Linked DNA regions of Rattus norvegicus: region 1 is linked to region 2. Evidence: chromatin contacts called from public HiChIP or PLAC-seq data. All regions are on one chromosome and are shown on one strand. Each heading gives the region's core, a stretch centred on a gene start, on an enhancer-like site or on the middle of the called end of the contact. The rest is flanking DNA. Distances are from core to core; before and after follow the strand shown.

What was found. HiChIP or PLAC-seq counts read pairs in DNA pulled down with a chosen protein or histone mark.
Region 1: a contact with region 2 is called in an H3K27ac HiChIP or PLAC-seq map of oligodendrocytes, with 4 times the contacts expected there. The contact joins two enhancer-like sites. A contact is called at or near these places in 5 of 12 Hi-C or Micro-C datasets (Schwann cells, frontal cortex, kidney and 2 more) and 1 of 1 datasets of contacts at active chromatin or transcription factors (oligodendrocytes).

Annotation. Positions count from the first base shown.
Region 1 is chr18:27,758,309-27,762,325 of GRCr8, reverse strand. It overlaps the pseudogene Rps16-ps2. Among named protein-coding and RNA genes, the nearest start is that of Cxxc5, 31 kb to the right of the region's middle. Within about 2 kb of position 2,550, at least 55 of the 93 cell types and tissues checked have an H3K27ac peak or open chromatin away from gene starts, as enhancers often do.
Region 2 is chr18:27,704,105-27,708,457 of GRCr8, reverse strand. It overlaps a transcript of Cxxc5 not described here. Among named protein-coding and RNA genes, the nearest start is that of Cxxc5, 23 kb to the left of the region's middle. Within about 2 kb of position 2,222, at least 23 of the 93 cell types and tissues checked have an H3K27ac peak or open chromatin away from gene starts, as enhancers often do.

The sequences.
Region 1 (4,017 bases), core at 1,301-3,800, 54 kb before region 2:
GAGAAAATCGAGGCAGAGATAGTTTAGGTCACATGCCCTCCATCTTGCAGCTAATTAGTAGCCAAGCAAGGATTTAGGCTTGTTCTGCCCACATCCAGAACTCCACCCCCAACCCCTATATATCCCAGTATTCCAAACTGGCCTCAGACTTGTTATGTAGCCAAAGGTGACACGGAACTATAGATTCTTATGTCTTTACCCTCCACATAAAGCTGTGTGTCACCAAGCCCCATCTATTGTGCTGCTGGGGTTTGAACCCACGGCTTTATTGGATGCTGCTCTGCAAGTTCTCTAACTGAGCTACACCACCACACTTTAAAAGCACACCAGGTGTAAAAAAAAAAAAAAAAAAAAAAAAGCACACCAGGTAACAAACAAATGAAAAAACCCACAAATGACCAAACCTGGGTCTGCTGGAAGAGTAAAATGTGTTCTTAACCACTGATACATCTATGCAGACCCATCACTCTCTTGTGCACACGAATGCATGCGCGCGCGCGCACACACACACACACACTGACCATGTCCAGTGTCTTCCACTATAGCTCATAGCTCTCTACCAAGCCTCCCCCCACCCCCCGCCCTTTCCTTGACGCATAGTCTCACTGTGTAGCCCTGGCTGGCCTAGAGCTCACTCTTTAGACCAGATTGGTCTTGAATTTACAGAATATGCCCCAGGCTTCTGAGTTTGGGGGTTAAAAGTTCACAAGAGCCACCAAACTTGGCCTAAGTCTGCCTCTTTAAGTGTATGCTGGGATCCAACCTGAGGCCCTCATTCTTGTCCAACAAGCATTTTTCACACTAAGCCATCTATCACCGACCCTGAGGGCACACACATACCCTTTTGTCTTTGGTAGCACTAGGATTTAATAGGATGTCCTAACAGGGGTGCTAAGGCTTGCCCCTGGGGTACAAAGCCTAGACATCCTGCCAGTTCTTGAGCAATGACACCAAGTAGCCGACAGCCAGGTGGATGGTGGAGATGAGCTCATCATGTCTTCCTCACATGAGGAAGAACAACTGCATTTGATCCACCTGGAACTCAGGTGTAGACTTCATCAGCTTTGGCCTCCATGTTTTTTGTTGTGTGTCAACAGGGAAGGGAATTTTAGTTAGGCCCGCCTCAGTTTTCATGGGATCAGCTTGACCAAAGCCTCAGAGGCCAAAAAGCCCCACACTCCTTGGCCATCCTTCTTCCGTATCTCTGGCCTCCTGAGGCCATGTTTTTAACCACTGAGTCCTTAGCTTAAGGAGAAATCCTGAACAGTCTGTCTGCTCAGTTGTCTGATTTGTCCAGTAACCTTTGACCTCCTGAGTATTCACAGCATGCCTCTCAGGGTGAGCACTAGGAACACCCAAGGGCCAACCCATACCCGCAGGCTGAGAAGCCCAGTGGTTTGAGGACCACTCTCAAGGTGGGAGCTCAGGAAATGTAGAAACAGTCCCAGAGCCCTCCTGATGTGTGGTGGGCCTGGGAGTCTTGGGGCAGGGGGTGGGGGGTGACAGGGTTTCTTGGTGTAACCCCTGGCTGTCCTGGAACCTACTCTATAAACCAGGGTGGCCTTGAGCTCAGAAATCTACCTGCCTTGAAGGCGGGTCTACACCCCCACCTGGGACTTGGGGTCTTAGAGCAGAAGGTGCTCTGAGATTTGGGTACCGTTAAATAGGCAGTCCTAAACCAAAAATGACCTATGAGCTTCTGACCTACTCCCAATTAGAATAGGGACAGGAAGGAAAAGACGAGTGTTTCCCACCTGTGCTTCCATCTCGCTGAGCCAAACAGGCACTAGGGTATGAAAAGACTTACTCCCTTGAGCTTGAGTAGAAGCAACCTGAACAGTTTTCAGAGTGGACAGTGGCAGGCTGACCCACAAGGAGGTGTGAAGACAAAGGCTGACCTCGGCCAGGCTTGAAGCAAGCAGCTTGGCAGGGCTGGGTGCCAGCTTCTTGTTCCAAACCAAGCTCCTGCAGAGCGTGCTTAATGCAGCAGTGGTGACAGTACTGCCATCGGAGGCAAAACAGGAGCCCGGCCATGTCGATGAGGGACACCAGAGTGCTGGAGGGAGACTGGTAGAGTTGGTTCTGATTGCAGTATCTTAACCACCAAAAGCCCAAGGCAGAGTGTCCTCAAACGAAGGTTCCTGACAAGAAAGCTGTCCCCTAAACCACCTTGGAAAAGTGGAAAAACTGAGGTGACAGTGTTGACATTAACTGAATCTGGGAAAGAAAAAGAAAAATTAAGCATAGAGAAAAGCATTGAGGAATGTCCAGGTGGGAGTGCCAGCCGGGGAAGACTGGGAGCTGACCTAGCAGGCCGCAGTGACCCAAGCCAAAGGGCTCTGCACACCTGACCCCCAGCCTCAGTGCCCTCAGGAGGGCGCTTGCATTGCGTCTCATGCTCCAAGCAGCGACAGGGTTAAGCTTCCTCACGGTACTTGCCGCAGTAAGTGGAAAGGAAAGAAGTGTCAACTCCGTTCTCACCACAGCGGGGCTGTCGGATGGCACCTCCCCCCGCCCCGCACACCCCGCCCGGCCTGCTTCCCCGCCCTCCCCTCGGAACGCGCGCGCACACACCTCCCACCGCTTTGCCCAAATTATTTTCGATCCCCGGAGACTCCGGATGCCAGACGCGCTCGGCGGCGGCGGCCGTGCCTGATTCATTGCGCCAAAGCTGCAGATGCGACCTCCCGCCTGCGCCCTGTGCCCCGGCCCGCTCTGGGCTGAGCGCGCGCCTTAGAGAGATGGAAGGGGGGCAATTTGTAGGCGCTTTCCCCTCCCCACAAAAGGCGGGCCCTGGGGGCCAGGTCCCCTGTCTCCAGCTCCCCGGGCTGCGCTAATTAGCTTCCTCCGGGGGCGCCACGCGGCGTGAGGGGCGGCAATTTCCCGGCTGGGCTGCGGGGGAAGCGCTCCTGCCGCCTGGGAAGGTGAAATGGGAAACTCGATTCAAAGAGACCTCCCCCACCCCTCCCGCCAAGCTCCGTAGAAAACGGGTTTGAAATTCCTCCTCTTTTTTTTTTTTTATTTATAGTGCACGGTCACCATGGCAACCGCGGAGGAGGTCACGGTAGCTGGGCCCCCGCGCGTCACCCCGCGCCTCGCCGGCTGCAGGCGCCGGGATTGCGGCCTCCCAGGCGCCGTGGCCCGCGTGGACTCAGCTCGGAGCTCTCCGCCCCCGCTCCGCCCTGCCTAGAGCTCAGGCCCCTCCACAGGACTCTACCGAGTCCCAACTGGGAATGTCGCACCTGGGCGCCAGTGCGCTCAGCTATGCTGTGTCCCACCCCCCTGCCGCCCACTCCCCGCTTTGGCACGCGGGACTGCGCCATGTAACACGTGCCTATAACCAAGCTAGGAAACATGTGCCTCTCTTGCCGAGGGGCTCTCCGCACTTAATGGTTGCCCTGGGGAATCGACCTATATTTGGTGCACAACTCCGCAGGCCCTGCCAAAAAGAGACCTCCGGTACCTAAAAAGGCCAGTTCTGGCGTCAGAGCCTAGCTGATTTAGGGTCCCAGCCTTTGTGTGCCTCAGCTTGCTCATCAGCAAAATGGACTTGGAAGGTTTTAAATACTTTCGAAGTGCGTTTAATTGCTTAGCACAGTGTTTGCCAAGTGGTCCCGAAAAATCTGTGGTTGGAGTCAGTTTATTTTATCTTATTTTATTTTTTTAAACAGGCTGGAAAAACTAAGGCAAAGGTTCTGAAAGGTTCTGATTAGGAGAGCGCTCTCAGTTTAGAGGCTAAGAGGGAATTCTGAGAGCTCTCCAACACCCCTTGCCTAGGCGCCTAAGCGGCAGGTGAGGGGACCCATGCGGGCAGCATAGAGTCCTGGCCTGCCTGGGGCGTGGGGAGCCGGGCCAAGCCGTGGACGCTCGCCACATCCGCACCCGGAACCCTGGAAACGTGCCCCCCGTGGCGTCTTTTCCCGCCCACTCGCTCCAGCACCAATTGCAACAGGCCGGCCTGCCCTCCGTTGCAGGACTGAGGCCGCACCTGCCCCACCGGATGACGGCCGGGAGCCG
Region 2 (4,353 bases), core at 973-3,472:
AGGGGAGCCTGAGGCTGAAAGCAGCCCCCACCTCTGTCACAGTCTGTCCAACAGAGGACACGCAGAGGGCGGGAGGGGCCACGGGGACTGGTAATAGGAAGAACTTTATAGTTCCCTCTCCCCTCAGGCTGAGCTGGGCCCAGCCAGCCTTCCAGAGCTTCCAGTCACCCCAGTATTAAAGCCAGGAGGACTGTCAGCTCAGTGGCTGTCATGGGTGTCTCTTGGGAGAAGAGGGGATGGACTCCCCTTCCCAGGGGAAAAAAAAAAGGAAAGGAGGAGGAAGAGGAAGAGGAGGAGAAACAACAACAACAACAACCAGGCAAGCAAGCTACCATACCACTTTTCAGTGACCAGCGGGGAGGGAAGGCTGTGCCTCACAGCTCAGCTGAGCCAGCAGGCCATTCCCTGGCCCCATTACCAACCTCATGACCTTGGCCAGCCCCTTGCCCTCTGTGTCTGCGTAGTTCCACCCACACCAGGCTTAATGTGAGGAAAGAAAGGAGAGAGCAAATACCATGTGGGAGCCCATGGGGCTAAGCATCCCACAGGCCTTTGGGGGCCCTGAGGCCAGTCCCATCGGTCCACTTTGCAGATGGGGAAGATAAACTCCAGTGTGGTGAGAGTAAGGCAGAAGGTCACATCCCTGGTTATTAGAGATATAGGTTGTCCTCCCCACCCCAATTCACTGAAAATAGTTCTTAATACTATAAATACTATACTATAAATGCCACTTCTAAGCCTTCAATTCCAGCAGAGGCAGGCAGATCTCCTCCAGTTTGAGGTCAGCCTGGTTGGTCTACATATCTCTACATAGTGACTCCAGGGCAGCTGAGGCTATCTCTACAGAGCCTGTCTTAAGAAAACAAACAAACAAACGACCCCCCCCCAAAGAGGGGTCAACTTCTGTGATTGCTGAGTGGACGAATCTAGGCCCTCTCCTCATGCCCAATCCTTGTATTCAATCTAAAACTGGTCTCATGAGGAAGGAGCCACTTATTGACCCATCTCAGAGATAAGGAAACAGGTTGGTAGAGATAAAATCTGTCCGTCAGTATGCCATACAGTCAACCATGTAGTGGTCAGGACTCACAACCAGGTCTGATGAGTCCAGGGATGGTTATTAGGGGGAGCCAGTAGAAAGCCTGGGTGGGCCTATGGGCCCCTAAAAGTATTATGGCTGGGACCAGACATCAGAAGAAGGTGGAAAGGGAGGCGATGGCTGAAGAACTGGCCACATTTGTCCCTGTACTTGGGAAGGCAAAGATAGAAGGGTCTGGGCCAGTGTAAGGGCTGGCCTGAGCCACATAGTGAATCCTAACTGCTGTGCTAGGTAAGTGGTAGCTGCTGTGGGAGGGGGCACAGCCTACTGAGGCCAGGGACAAGGTACAGCCTAGGAATCTGACTAAAGGGATCTGCCTATTCCACAGGTAGGCCTGTACCAGCTAAAAGAGACCCTGCTTCTGGACAGAAGGATTCTGTAGTTGGCTCTGAAGGGCTAGTGGAACCCTGTCTAGTCCCCAGGGGTTCTGACTTCAGCTCTAGGGCTAGGAACTAATCACTCTCCCAAATTCCCTAGTGCTAGTAGAAGGGAAGTTGGGATTGCCTACCACCCCCAATCCCTGCAAACCCAGAGGGAGGCCAGCATCAAGAGGCAGGAAATGAAGAAGAATTTGCAATCTAATTGAGCTGGCGGGGGATTAGGCCGCAGAATGCAATTACAGAGGCTGGAGCTGGGCCAGGGGCAGGCAGTGACACCCCAAGATGTGGCCTTGTCCAGGTGACTGGGCTCAGCTATTCTTGAAGCCTGAAGGATTCAACTAGAGGAAAGGAAATTAAGTAAGCAAGGCTTGAGGCTAGACCACTCTCCCTTAGAAGACTGTCAAGAGTTTCAGTTCTGTGGGATGCCCGACAGCAGGAAGTTTAACTGGGAATCACCCCCCACCCCCTGGAAAATCCAGGGCAAGCCCAAGGACTGGCACAGGTTCTGCTCATGCATGTACATATGTGGTTATGCTCTAGGGTAAAGCACACACACACTGATGTTCACCTGCACAGGGGCATACACCAACCTGCAGACACACTACTGTGGACCTCTGCTGCCGCCGGCTCCAGCACAGGGGAGAAACATAAAATAACACCCATGACCTTAAAATCCTTTTATTCTTATAATCACAGGCTGCCATCGCTGTGGATGTGTGCTGTCACCCTGGCCCCAGCCTGTCTCCCGCCACAGCTTCCAAAACTCCCAGAGGCAGGCAGACCAGGAGACTGCCTGGTTACTACTGCTGGGGGGAGGGGAATACAGCTGAGTGGAGAAGGTTTTGAGTCTCTGGGCTTCTTCACAAGCAGGGAGCAAGGGACTCAGAAAGTCAGAATGGCCAACGGATTATAGAAAGAGACAAGAAACACAAAGACACTAGCTATTGACAACTAACTGCCCACCCAGCCTAAAAATGTCCACTCTTAGGTTTACTCAGATACAATCCAGACACATACCACTGAAGGAGTAGACTGACACTATCTGTCTACCCGCCCACCTATCCATATCTATCAGATACATGGATACAAGCTAGGAGCCAGGAGTTAGGTAGGGCACATCTTTAATTCCAGAATTTGGGAGGCAGAGGCAAGCAGGTATTTTTTGAGTTCAAGACTAACCTGGTTTACATAGTAAGTTCCAGGTCAGCCAGGGTTACGCAGTAAGACCCTATCTCAAAACAAACACATACAAACCACAAACTCTACAAAATTCCAAGTACTCGAAACATACCGTATCTATTACATAGGGACATGGCCGACCTACAGACATACAATTTCAGACTTAAGTGCATGAGGTGTATATATAACATTAGAATATGTAATGTATACAACGCAGACACATAACCATCCATTTATATTAAATCATACATCTTACTCTTCCACATCTTCAGACACACACATTCTAAACACAGACTTGAAGAAAGATCTACCATCCAGGTTGTCACATAGATCAGACATAGTGCCACACAACCCCATCTCTGCCAGTTGATAACTGCCTCTGGATTTTAGGGGCAGAAGAAGAAGGGTCGGCGCTTTCAAGATCTTTGAATGGGCAGTCCTTTCTCACTGCCAGCAGCCTGGGAAGGTGGGCTGTGCCCTGAGGAGAGCGGACAGAGCAAGAGGGAAGTAAGAGAATGCAGAAAAAAACTTTAGTGGGATATTCTTGTTGGGCAGTAGCGCGTGAGTAACGGGGGAGGCTTTTTTGTGGTCTGGTGAGTTCCAGCTATGAGTGAGAGTTTAACTATTAATATACTCAAGGACACTTCACACTCCCACATGTGTACACACACACACACACACACACACACACACACACACACACACACACACAGCTCTAGAATGAGACCAATGGTAGGGGCTGGAAGATCCTCCACTCTCCTGCACCTCCAGATCGGAGGCAGAATGTGCACTCCAGAATGTTGAGGTGCTCAGTACCCATCAGAGGCTGAATAAATTTATTACCTAAAATGACAGTGGGTTAACCTGCCCCATCCAAGACCACTGAAGGCAAATGCTAGAGAATTACTTGCAACTAAATGATTACTGCATCCCACAGAATTAAGAGCAGAACCAGGTCTGTCCCAAGTGTATTCCTCCATTTTTTTCTATCTCACCACGCACCCTAGGAACTCAATTGGCTTTAACTCAGTCCAAAGCTCTCTCCCTCTTCCTGGGAAGAAGCATTGCATGCTCCCATGAGTATCTAGGTGGGGACCTAAAGAAGGTAGGACTTAACCTACTGAGACATGCATGCCCCCACACTCAAATGGGCCTCAATTTCACACTTGCCAACTAACTGGGTATCAGAAAGGAAAAAATAAAGGGTCACGGTGGAAGCCCTTGGACACCTAAGCGTGAGGGGCTTGAGCCTTGGATTGAGAGCCCTCCCCACTCCCCTTCCCCCACGCAGCGCAGCGCAGCTCAGCCCAGCCTGGTGGACATTCCAGGCCTCACGTGATAAAGGGGAGGCCATTGGCCCTCCGGTAAGTCAACAGGAGAGATAGGAGGCCCAGGCCAGGGTCACCTGCTGAGCCGGGGAAACCGAGCCCAAACACAACACATAAATAAGCACTAACAAGCCAGCCAGCCAAGGGCCAGGCTTCTTCAGAAGACCCTCTGCTCCAACTTGGAAGGGGGATGGGGGGGGGGGACGACTCAAGCTTAGCTAGGGGCTTCCCCCAGAGAATCCAGCTCCTACCAGGACGCAAGGGGAGGCACCTACAGGGCTACCAGGACTGACTAGTAACCCAGAGGCCAATCTCCCTCAGCTGTTCCCACCCCTCCCCGGGGCAAAAAAAAAAATTCAAACTGTCA